2 separate regions of the Pan troglodytes genome follow, and region 2 is linked to region 1. Evidence: chromatin contacts called from public HiChIP or PLAC-seq data. All regions are on one chromosome and are shown on one strand. Each heading gives the region's core, a stretch centred on a gene start, on an enhancer-like site or on the middle of the called end of the contact. The rest is flanking DNA. Distances are from core to core; before and after follow the strand shown.

Region 1 (5,784 bases), core at 1,229-3,728:
GATGACCCAGGGGCGGCCCGGCAGGGAAACTGCTGAGTCACCCTGCTGCCTCTCGGGTCCTCTGACCGGCTCACAGATCACCATAGCCACAGTGTGTGTGAGGCCTTCTCATGGAGCCCTGCAAACACCTCCCCGGGGAGGGGCTGTGGGACCCATCTTACAGATGAGGAGACCGAGGGTCGGAGAGGCCACACAACTCGGCCAGGACCCCTAGTTAGCAAGCGCTGGCCCCTGGTCCAGCCACGGCAAGACTGGCCCTCCTGCCACCACACTTCCCTGCCTCTGGCCCTCTGCCGGGAGTCTTGGTGGGGGAAGTCACTGTCTTCATCCTCCTGCCTGGGCAGAGTCCAATCCTGTGCCTGGCTCCTCAAGACCGTTGGCAAAGATCCTGGAGGCCTGGGGGTGAAAGGGCTGCTTGGGGGACTTAAGCCCCAAGCTATGGTTCGCCTGGGAGACTAAGTCCCAAGCCATGGTCCTCCTGGGACACTGAGCCCCAAGCCATGGTCCTCCTGGCTCTGCCCTTCCACCCCCTCACTGGCTGCCCCTCCCAGGGAGGCCTCACCTGTGAAGTGCTTCCCGCCCCCCTCACCCCCCACGGCTCTCGCATGGCCTGGGGCGATTCCAGAGCTGGCCTGGGTCAAGCACCTGCACAGAGCACAGAGCGAAGACTCGGCATGGTATATCCCCCGCCCCTTGCACCTTTCCCCAGTGAAGGGTGGCACCAGTGTCCTTTCCAAGGCCCGGATTCTGCACTGCCCTCAGCCTGTGGAGGATTAAAAGCAGGGTTTTGCCGTGGTTTCTCAAGGCGTCAGCGGGTCTGCAGAGGATTCCGCCCCATGTCACTTCTCTCAGTGAAAGGTCCCCGCCCAGCGTCTGTCCTCCTTTAAGTGCCCCCCCATTTGTTTTTTGTTGTTGTTTTTGTTTGTTTTTTGCAAATACAGACTAACCAGGTAGGCACAGAGGAGTCCTGGCATGGGAAGGGAGCAGTGAAACGCCGGTGGAGAGTCTGGGAGGCCCAGATTCCCTGGAACTTTCCAGCGACACCTCCGGAGCAAGGGCCTGGCCAGGCAGCAGCTGCGCTGGGCGATGAGGGACCGTTGGGTAATCGGGGGCATAGGACCGGGCTTCGCTGGGTTCGGGGCAGAAGCGCCGAAGCTCCGACCCGGAACGCGGTGACTTCATCAACGCAGAAGCCCGCGCAGCCGAGCAGAGGAGTCCCTCGTAGGCGACCCTCGGACAGACGCTCCTGCGCGACCCGCGTGGCTCAGCTCCGCCCCAGGAAACTTTTCGCGCAGCCCCCGCTCCATGCGCCCCCACCCAGTCCTTCTTCGGGGCCGCCCCCTCCCCAAAGTAGCTCTCCGGGTCCACTGGGCGCCCCCGTAACCGGGTCGGAACCTCGAACGGCTTCGCATGCCATCCGGTTACCCTGGCAACACCATCCGGCGGCGCCCGGCGGTCCAATCCTAGCCTGCGGCCTCTCTCGAGCCTTTCGCAAGGTGGGGACCGGGACGCGACCGGGGATGGGGAAGGGGGCTGCAGGAGGCCCCGCCTACGCTGTCGCCCCTGCTGGGCACAGCGCCCCCCACCACCCGCGGCGACCCCGGCCCCCGCAAGGTGGGGCGGCGAGCAGGAGCCGGGGCCAGGCCAGGGGCTCGAGCTCCCGTTCGAGGGGCGGGGAAGGCGGGTGACGTGAGCCGGGCCGGGCGGGCGGAGTTGGGACCGGCTCCGGGAGGCGGGGGCGAGCGCGCGGAGAGGCAGACGCGAGGAGGGAGGCGGCTGAGCAGCGCGGGCGGCTCTGCGGCGGGCGCGGTGGGCGCGGGCGGCGGGGCCCCGGGATCCCCGCGCGCCTCCTCCGCGCGGCGCCGCCGCCGCGCGTCCCCACGCCCCGCGCTCCACGGCGCCCTCGCCCCGCGCGCCTCTCGTGCCCGCCTCCTGCCAGTCTCCGGGCCGCGGCCGTCTGCAGAGCGAGCGCTCAGACGGAGCCCCCGGGCAACTTGAGTGGCGCCGATCGGCGGCGGAGCCTCTGGCAGAGCCCCCCGACCCGGCAGCGCGGAGAGGACCCGCGTCCGTCCGCGTCGCGTCGTCCCAAACCCTAAGCAGCGCCGCCCCATCGGCGCGGAGCTCCGGCTGGAGGCAAGAGCCGCGCGCCGGGAGACACGCACCGTGAGCGGCAGCGCCGCCGGCCTCCCTCCTCGCAGCCCCGGAGGGCGAAGCCGCGGCTCCCCAGCCCTTTGCTGCGCCGCGACAGCGCCGGAACACGCCCCGCCTCGCTGCCGCCTTCGCTGTGCCGCCGGCGGAGGGGGCCGCGAGCCCCGCGCCCCGGCCGGAGGATGTGCGCCCCCGCGGGCCGCCCAGCCTGAGCCATGCGCCCCAACGGCGGCGGCGCGCCGGCCGGCATGGAGCCCCGCGCGGCCGCGCTCTGACTCGCTGTGCGCCCCGCGGCCGGCGGGCGGCGGGAGGCGGCGGACCGAGAGCCGGAGACCGGCGCCGCGGGACGGAAGCGAGCGGGCGCGGGCGCCGCGCAGATGGCCTGGGCGAGCCAGGTCTGAGGCCCCGCTCCCCGAAACGTGACCATGTGGATTCAACAGCTTTTAGGACTCAGGTGAGCGACCCGGCCGGCGCCGGGTGCGTGTGGGCGCGTGGGTGCCAGGCTGGGCGGAAGCGGCGCTTTCCTCTATGTTGCAAATCAAGGGACCCCTCTTCGCTTCCCGCAAGCGGGCAACGGGGTGCACCGGGAGCCGGAAAGGGGCGCCCGCCCGGAGCCTGGAGCACCGCGGCCCTGGCGGGGAGCGGCCGGGTCTCCAGGGCTCCGCGCGTCCGGGGTCGGGGCAGCGGCGCCCGCCCCAGCAACCCGGGCAGTGGGGCCGGCCAGGCGCGCCCGCAGCTCTAGGAGCCAGCAGCGCAGTGTCCTGGCCGGCTGCCCCGGCGCGCCTCCTCCCCGGGGCCCGGGGCGAGGCGCCGGCCGCTGGGCGCGGCGGGCGCGGGGGCCGGGGCTGCCAGGGAAAGCTAAAGCTCCGGGCTCCCAGCGAGAGCTTCGCAGGCGGAGTTGGAGGAAACCAGAGCCAAACAGCCACTCCGCTCCCCCTTCTCCTTTCTCGGGGCCCCGGGGCTGAGCAGGGGCCTCCCAGGCTCCCAGCTGCCGACCCAGCTGTTTGCGGGTGACCTCCGGGCCCGACGGGCGCCCACAGCTGGCGGGCAGCTGGGGCGGGAGAGCTGGGGTTCTTGGGGAGCTCCGGCGGCCACCCCGCTGTAAGCACACACGCACATACGCCCGCCGGCGCGCCCGGGGCTTGTCTGTGTCTGGGACTCCAGGGCCAGATGGAACAGGGGGTTCGAGCCTAGAGCCCGTGGTGGGGGTGTCCAGAAGACCCTTCTCGGCAAACTTTGCCAGCCCGCCGGGGTTCTTGGGCTTCTCTGGCTTCTGCCTGGGGTGGCCCAGGGCCCACCAGAGCACAGCTGTCGTTTTTGCTGGGCAGGCTGCCTCTGAGCCCTCGCCCTCCTGCCGGGGCATTCACCGAGCTCGTGCATTTGGGTCCCGGGTTGGAACCGCGAGCGGGGAGGACAGAGGTGGAGGCGGAGAGCAGCGTGCGGTTCTCGAGTTTGTCCACTGGGATGCACTGCGCTCCCGCGTTGGGGACGAAAAGGCCAGTAGTTGTTAGCCCGCTGCTTGAGCCGCCCCCACTCAGGGATGAAGCTGCGGGGGGAGTGAGGCGAAGGGAGGGAGGATCTAGTGCGTGTCCTGATTTTGAGAAATCGGAAGGGGACTGGGACGCCAAGTGTTTTCTAGCGACCCTTGATTTATGAGCCGATTCTGCTCCCAGAGGTGAATACTGTATAACACATCTAGTGAACATTGTCAGATGTTATTATTAGCATCCCTTCCCTCAGTGGCCGATCTTGCTGTGGGCTTCAAAGGTTAATCATGGAGCCGATTGTGTTGGGTGTGGGATATTGGTCGGGCGTGAATCGATAAGTGTGCTTGGGCTAGATAAGGTTTAGGCTTGGACCGTTCTGGGATGTTGGCAAAATGGAGCGAGGACAGCTTTGCAGGAATGACCCTGATCCAGGTGCCCTGGAGGCCTGGCATCCCCTGCTCTGCCCCGGACTGTCCCAGGTCTCAGCAAGACCTTCCAAGGCTTTGTGAATGACCAGACGGGTCCCCACACTGGCCAGTGGCTGGTCTTCAGCTCCGACCTGCTTCCTGAGCTGCCATCTGCCACTTGATTCCTGATGGCAACTTATTTGAACAGACATTTTTTTTTTTTTTATTGCTAAGTTGCTAGATTAAAAGATGAGTACATTTTGATAAAGGGAGAGAAGAGCAAATATCTTGGAAAGAAGCCTCTCTTTTGATTTGAAATTTACTAAAACAGTTCCTCTCAAGCATCCTCAAGCCGGATCTTGGGATTTTGCTTTAGGAAATAGTTCTGTTGGTTCTTTTGAAGTTTGACCTTTTGTTTTTCCCCCCTCGATGTCAGCACAGGAGATTTTCTGTAAGTGTGCCTTTAAGGACGAGCTGTCACCTATTTGGGATCCTGATGGGAGAGCTCTGTCTTGTTACTGCTGTCTCCTGGCCAGAGAAGGAGGCCTGTACCCAGAGGGTCTGGGTGGTTTTGCATCACAATGGGCACCTGGGGACTCTGAGCCAAAGGGTTGCAAGTTCAAGGTCTGGAAATGCACTTTTTCTTTCAAGACAGCCCTTCACCTTTGCTTGCAAGCCACTCCGCGGCTCCCTAGGTGAGCACTGGGCGTCTTGCTGCCAAGCTTGGAGCCTGGTTAGGACAGGTAGACACTGAGCCTCCAGCTGGGGTGGCAGAAGGCCTGGCTTGCTCCACCATGGGAGAGGTGCAGTGTAACTTGCTGGGCAGGGGGTGGGGGTGGGGGTGGGGTGGGCTTTCTTAGTTCCGGCCCCAGAGACGAGGTCTGGGCTTGGTTATTTACGTCTGTGTTGGAACTGAGCTGTATGTGGAGCTTTTTTTTTCTTTCCCCCCAAGAGGGAGAAGCAGATTGAGACTTATTGAGCAGCTTTTGTGTCTTTTGCGGTGGTATTTAATAGTTGTAGCAGAGCTCCAAAGATACTTTCCATCAGCTGAGAGAGAGGGAGCCATGGAAGGAGACCCAGTGGCTTGACAAGCCCTGCCAGAGCTCACCCGTGGAGGAGGCGTGTATTCAGCAAGCAGCTCAGAGCTCACCCGTGGAGGGGGCGCGTATTCAGCAAGCAGCCCAGAGTTTGGAGTTGGCTTCCTGGTTGTGAGTTGCTTCCCAGGCTGCAGACCTCAGATGCTGTGGCTTCCTCAGGGGCTCCGAGCGTCCACTTAATACGTTTGCTGGGTTGCGCTCAGGACTGTGATCCCTAGCAGAGTGCCACGAGCTCATTCCCAGCCCATGTCCCTGCGGCCATCCCATCTGTTCTCCCGCTCCAAGGTTCTGGGGCCCCTTTTGTTTGGGAGGCCCTGGGTGTGTGTGTTGACATAATTCACAGTTCCCCAAGCCCTCTCAGTGCGCGCTGTACCATGTCTGGGCCTCATGGCAGGGATCCATTGGCTTGGCTGTCACCATCCTCGCTGTAGAGTCCCCAGGCAGCTGGGGCTGTGCAGCCCAGCTTTAGCGGATGAAGTCAAACGCGCCGTCCACAAACATTGTGCTCCGGGTGAATCCTGGCTCGCGCCGATTTCCAGCTGCTGCTACTAAATTGATTGCAACTGGAATCCATCTAGTGTCAGTGGCTGTGCTACTCCTCAGGGACAATCATGCTTGACTAAACTGCAAATTTAGGAGGCAGCT
Region 2 (6,075 bases), core at 2,788-5,287, 760 kb before region 1:
ACTGGGGCCCCATCAACCCTGTCCTAGATACGAGGTGGTTCCAGGCTGGGGAAGACACATTTGGAGGATCTCAGGCTGCTGCTAGCTCCCCCAGCCCCCATTCAGAGAGGAGCCCATTACTGTCCTCAGCTGCAGGCCCTGGCTCAGAGGCTCTGCCTGGGATGAGAGGCAGGCAACTAAACAGACAGCTCTTACATCTGCCCAAAGGCACCAAATTCCCTGCCATGGAATGTGGAGAAGTTCCGGCCTAAGGGAGCTGTTCAAGTACCGTGGAGGCTGTGATGAAGGGGGTGGAGGCAGTGGAGAATCAAGCAATAGGCCAAACTGTAGGCCAACCAGTTCGCAGGAGAGAGCCAGAGACTAACACAGCTGGGAGGAGGCCTCTTGGACACCGAACAAACTAACCAAACACTGACCTTAGAAAGTATCCCTTCGAAGAAGCCACAATTTGATTGGATTAGTTTGTAGAGCAACTTATGCCCAGGCTGTTGCTGAGAACAGCATAATAACCTGGCATTAGCGAAGTTCAACAGCTGGATGTGGTCAGGGAAAGAGGAAAAGGACCTCACTAAAACCACTGTCATCCAGAGTGGCTGGGAGCCACCCCCCACCAGCAACATCACAGGCTGAACACTGTGGCAGGGGAAATATACTTTATCAAAACAATCTACCCAGTTGCTAAACAAATAAGCATATTAACAATGACAAGCCCCAGGGTTGGGGACAGTACCCAGAATTGCTAAAATGTATTATCTAAATGTCAAAAAAATTATGAAGGCATAATCCCAACAAAAAATTATGAAGCACTCAAAGAAAAAGAAAAGTAGGCTCATACACTGGAATAAAAGCAGGCCACAGAAGCTGTCTGTGAGAGTGACCAGATGTTGGATTTATACATATATAAAGGACCAAGGTAGCCATGATAAACAATATCAAGATCATGAATAAAGAAGAAACATAAGATAATGCTGCATCAAAGAGACTATCAATAAAGAGAAATTACTTAAAAACCAAATGGAAATTCTGGAGTAGAAAAGTACAAAACCTGAAATAACAAAATTCACTAGAAGGGCTTAATAGTAGAACTGAACTGGCAGGATAAGCAAACTTGAAGACAGATCGATAGATTATGCATGCTGAAGAACACAGAGAAAAAAAGAACGAAGAAAAATAAAGCAAGCTGCAGAGAAATGCTGGACATCAAGTACACTAACATACACAAAATAAGAACCACCAGGAATGCAGAGAGAAAGGAGCAGAAAAAATATTTGAAGAAATAATGGCTGAGAACTTCTCAAATTTACAGAAAAACATTAACCTACATATCCAGGAATCTTTTTTTTTTTTGAGATGGAGTCTCACTCTGTCGCCCAGGCTGGAGTACAGTGGCACAATCTTGGCTCACTGCAAGCTCCGCCTCCCAGGTTCATGCCATTCTCCCACCTCAGCCTCCCAAGTAGCTGGGACTACAGGCGCCCGCCACCACGCCCAGCTAATTTTTTGTATTTTTAGTAGAGATAGGGTTTCACTGTGTTAGCCAGGATGGTATCAATCTCCCGACCTCGTGATCCGCCTGCCTCAGCCTCCCAAAGTGCTGGGATTACAGGCGTGAGCCACTGCGCCTGGCCCCATATCCAGGAATCTTAATGAACAGAACTCCAAATAGGATACATGCAAAGAGATCCACAGACACATCACTGTAAAAATACAAAGATCAAAGGCAAAATCTTGAAAGAGAACAAAATCTTGAAAGCCCCAAGAAGAAAGCCACTTAGAAGGGAACCTCAATAAATGAACTGACTGAAACAATGGAGAATATTCAAACATATTCAACATGCTCAAACAAACCTGTCAACCAAGAATCCTATATCCAGCAAAGCTATACTTCAAAAATGGGCTGGGCATGGTGGCTCATGCCTGTAATCCCACCACTTTGGGAGGCTGAGGCAGTGATCACCTGAGGTCAGGAGTTTTAGACCAGCCTGGCCAACATGGTGAAAACCTGTCTCCAGTAAAAACACAAAAATTAGCCGGGCGTAGTGGCAGGCTCCTGTAATCCCAGCCATTCCAGAGGCTGAGGCGAGAATCACTTGAACCCGGGAGGCAGAGGTTGCAGTGGGCCGAGATCACACCTCTGCACTCCAGCCTGGGCAACAGAGTGAGACTCTGGTCTCAAAGCAAAAACAACAACAACAACAACAAACTCACTTTACGAGAAACACTAAAAGAAGTTCATCAGGCTGAAAGCAAGTGACCCCAGACAGTAATTCAAAACCACACACACACACAAACAGCACCAGTAAAGGTAATTATGTTCTTATATAGTTTAAATGCCTATTCCTCTACCTCCTTCTCTTAATTTAAAAAGCAATTGTATACAATAATATGTGTATAATATATACAGACATGTACTATATTTGCCAATAACAAAACAAAGAAAGTGGGTGAAAGCAAACCCCTACTGGCTAAGGAAATGACCACAGACAGCAAGTAATAATAATAACACAGTACTGTTGAGTTTGTAACATTATCAGATGTAATACATATAACAAAATACCACAAAAATAACCATATAAGAGTAACATTTCTGTATCACTTGGAATTAACCTAGTACAAATCTGAAGCTTAAGATGTATATGGAGAATATGAAGATTAAGATGTATACGGTAAAACATAGAGCAAGCACTGGAAAAAACCCGAAAAAGTTGTGAAAAAAAATCATTAAATTAAAATGCTACATTAGGAAATATTCACTTTAATCCACTTAAAGAAGGAACGGGAAGAAAAAGACAGACTTGTATAAAGAAAAGAAAAAGTAAAACGGCAAATGTAAACCTAACTACAGTGTATCAATAATATTAAATGTGCATGGGCTAAACAATTCAATCAAAAGGCAGAAACTACCAGACTGGATTTTAAAAAAGATCCAAGTATATGTGCCTACAGGAGACAAGTTTTGGTTCAAAGATAAAAATAGTAAAAGGAGTTGGAATTCACAAGTGGCCACTCCCATTTGAACAAACCAGGAGAGCCTCCATGCAGCTCAGAGCCTCCCAAGTGGACCTGGACCCGCGCCGGGTCCACTGTGAAAAGGGTCCTTCGCCTTAAATGTTACACCCACGCAATGAGCACTTGCCCCTTGCCAGACACTGGCACCCCCCTTCAATCCTCACCACCCTCTTGGTGGATCCCTCATCACCCCACTTTTAGCACATTAAGTAGATGGGGCCAAGCTGAGGTCACTTGCTGTGTGACCTCCATTGGAGTGGCAGCAGTTGAGGGGCACAAACTCAGCTCTGCAGCATCCAGCACTACCAGGAATTGAAACCAGTTCTGGAGAGGGTGCCCCACCTTCCTAGGAAAGCAGCCTGAAACCTCTCTTCAAGGGGGCGTGACCTGGGAGCCCCCTGTTGCCCAGGACGTGAACTGTGAGCTCTACTTCTCCCGAGGGCGTGGACCGGAGCCCCCCTTCTCCCGGGGGCATGGCCTGGGAGCTCCCCTTCTCCCGGGGGTGTGGCCCAGAGCCCCCCTTCTGCGGGAGTGGGTAACCTGGGAGCCCCCTTCTCCCGGGGACGTGACCTGTGAGCTCCACTTCTCCCGAGGGCGTGGCCCGGAGCCCCCATTCTCCCGGGGGCATGGCCTGGGAACGCCCCTTCTCCCGGGGGCGTGGCCTGGGAGCTCCCCTTCTCCCGGGGGCGTGGCCCGGAGCCCCCTTTTCACAGGGGCGTGACCTCGGAGCCCTCCTTCTCCCGGGAGCGTGGCCTGGAGCCCCCAACTCCTGCCGGGGGCGAGGCCCAAGCGGAGGCCGCTCCTAGGCCACAGGCACCCCGTGACCCCGCCCCGGTTCTCCAGACAGCAGGTGGCCCAGAGTCCCCGCCCTGCCCGGCGCAGCTGCTGCCGGGACCCAGCCCTCACCTTCCGGCTCCTCATGAGTGTGAGCACCGCAGCCAAGCACCGCGCGCCCCGGCCAACGCGTCCCGGCGGAGCGGCGACCCGGAGTCTGCAGAGCGCGCCGCGGCGGCGTCCGACGTCAGCACAGCCAATCACAGTGCAGCACCCTCGTCATGTGACCACACAGTGTTGGCTCTTTCGTAAGCGGCGGTCGAAGGTCACAGGCCTTGGGCCAGTGGTGGGACACTGGAGCAGGCAGTCGGCCTGTGGCTGGCCATGTTCATGAGGGCGCGTCCCTTGGCACCCCTGTAGCCGCTATGTTTCCCACGCCCGTGGCAGGCCTGAGAGATTATGTTTGCGGGGGGTGCTTTTTTGGTAGCTTCTGTGTTCGCCATATTTGAAAGGGGCAGACGGCCATGTTCGTGAACGGCGCTTCCCTTGGTGCACCTGTGGCCGCCATGTTTGAGCGGGGCGAGCAACCATGTTCTTGAGGGGTGCTTCCCTTGAAGCCTCTTTGGCCACCATGTTTGAGAGGGGCAGGCGGCCATGTTTGTAAGGGGCGCTTCTCTTGGTGCACCTGTGGCCGCTATGTTTGAGAGGGGCAGGCAACCATGTTCGTGAGGGGTGCTTCCCTTGAAGCCTCTTTGGCGCCATGTATGAGAGGGGCGGACGGCCATGTTTGTGAGGGGCTCTTCCCTTGGTGCGCCTGTGGCCGCCATGTTTGAGAGGGGCGGGCGGGGCGTCCGTGAGGGGCCCCTCCCCTTGCATCCCCTGGCTAACAGCCTGCAGGAGGGCGGGAAGTGCTTTCTCCAGTGCCGCAGAGCGCTGGTTTCTGAGTGCCGGTTAGCGGCCTTGAGCAGCGCGAGGGACTCCCAGGCCTGCCCTTGCTGCGGCCCCGCTGGGGAGCTTTGCGCGCTTGTCGCAGGCTGTGCTGCCCCGCGACATGCCGCTTTGGGTTGGGGTGGCCCGCCCGGGAAGTGGCCTCAGCTGTCCCCCCACGTTGCGGGCGGGAGGGGGCCTTAGTGGAGGCCGTCGGTGGGCCCAGAAGCCCAGGGTCCGGCGTCGGGCTGGGGGCCGGTTTTCGCCCCCCGTTACGTGCACGGCGGGAAATGACCCCTCCGCCGTCCCGTTACTCTCCGCGGCCAAAGTGGACTCGCAGCGGCCACGCCTTTTCCAATGGCCACGCCCCTAGCAGGCCTGGGCGGACCCGCAGCGGCCACGCCTCCTCCAATGGCCACGCCCTATCAGGTCTGGATGGACACACGGCGGCCACGCCTCCTCCAGCAAACACGCCCCTAGCAGGCCTGGGCTGCTGTGATGTGTCCTCTTTGGCTGCCGCTGAGGGAGGTGTTTGTAAAGCTGAGGACCACTGTTCTGTTGTGGGTTTTTTTGTTTGTTTGTTTGTTTTTTGAGACGGAGTCTCGCTCTGTCACCCAGGCTGGAGTGCAGTGGCGCGATCTCAGCTCACTGCAACCTCTGCCTCATGGGCTCAAGCGATTCTCCTGCCTCAGCCTCCTGAGTAGCTGGGATTACAGGCAGGCGCCACCACACCTGGCTAATTTTTGTATTTTTAGTAGAGATGGGGTTTCATCATGTTGGTCAGGCTGGTCTCGAACTCCTGACCTCAAATAATCCGCCCACCTTGGCCTCCCAAAGTACTGGGATTACAGGCGTGAGCCACCGTGCCAGGCCCACTGTTCTTTTGTTTTCTTTTTTTTTTTTTTTTTGACGGGAGTCTCGCTATGTCGCCCAGGCTGGAGTGCAGTGACGCAATCTCGGCTCACTGCAAGCTCTGCCTCCCGGGTTCACGCCATTCTCCTGCCTCAGCCTGCCGAGTAGCTGGGACTACAGGCTCCCGCCACCACACCCGGCTAATTTTTTTGTATTTTTAGTAGAGGCGGGGTTTCACCGTGTTAGCCTGGATGGTCTCGATCTCCTGACCTCGTGGTCCACCTGCCGCGACCTCCCAAAATGCTGGGATTACAGGCGTGAGCCACCGCGCCCGGCACACTGTTCTGTTCTTAAGAATTTCAACATAGAAATGAAATCCAGCCTTGCCTTAAACCCTCCAGCCCTCAAGTTCTCTGGGCTCTAGGATGTGTGTCTTCAGAAAAGGGCGCAGGGTGGAAACCACATCAGAGGCCGAGGACACCTGGCCCCTCCCCTCTCCGCCCGCAGGTGGCT

Evidence for each region. HiChIP or PLAC-seq counts read pairs in DNA pulled down with a chosen protein or histone mark.
Region 2: an H3K4me3 HiChIP or PLAC-seq map of stem cell-derived excitatory neurons shows a contact between it and region 1, with 12 times the contacts expected there. The contact joins the promoter of C1H1orf174 here to the promoter of AJAP1 in region 1. A contact is called at or near these places in 1 of 1 datasets of contacts at active chromatin or transcription factors (stem cell-derived excitatory neurons) and 1 of 1 other capture datasets (stem cell-derived neural stem cells).

What each region holds. Positions count from the first base shown.
Region 1 is chr1:227,409,957-227,415,740 of NHGRI_mPanTro3-v2.0_pri, reverse strand. AJAP1 (adherens junctions associated protein 1) reads left to right here and starts at 2,478. Exons shown (of 6, transcript XM_003307782.6): 1 at 2,478-2,602. The coding sequence starts at 2,574. LOC134807838 (a long non-coding RNA gene) reads right to left here and starts at 1,663. Exons shown (of 3, transcript XR_010149215.1): 1 at 948-1,663; 2 at 646-763; 3 at 1-396.
Region 2 is chr1:228,175,273-228,181,347 of NHGRI_mPanTro3-v2.0_pri, reverse strand. C1H1orf174 (chromosome 1 C1orf174 homolog) reads right to left here and starts at 4,037. Exons shown (of 4, transcript NM_001251898.3): 1 at 3,916-4,037. The coding sequence starts at 3,930.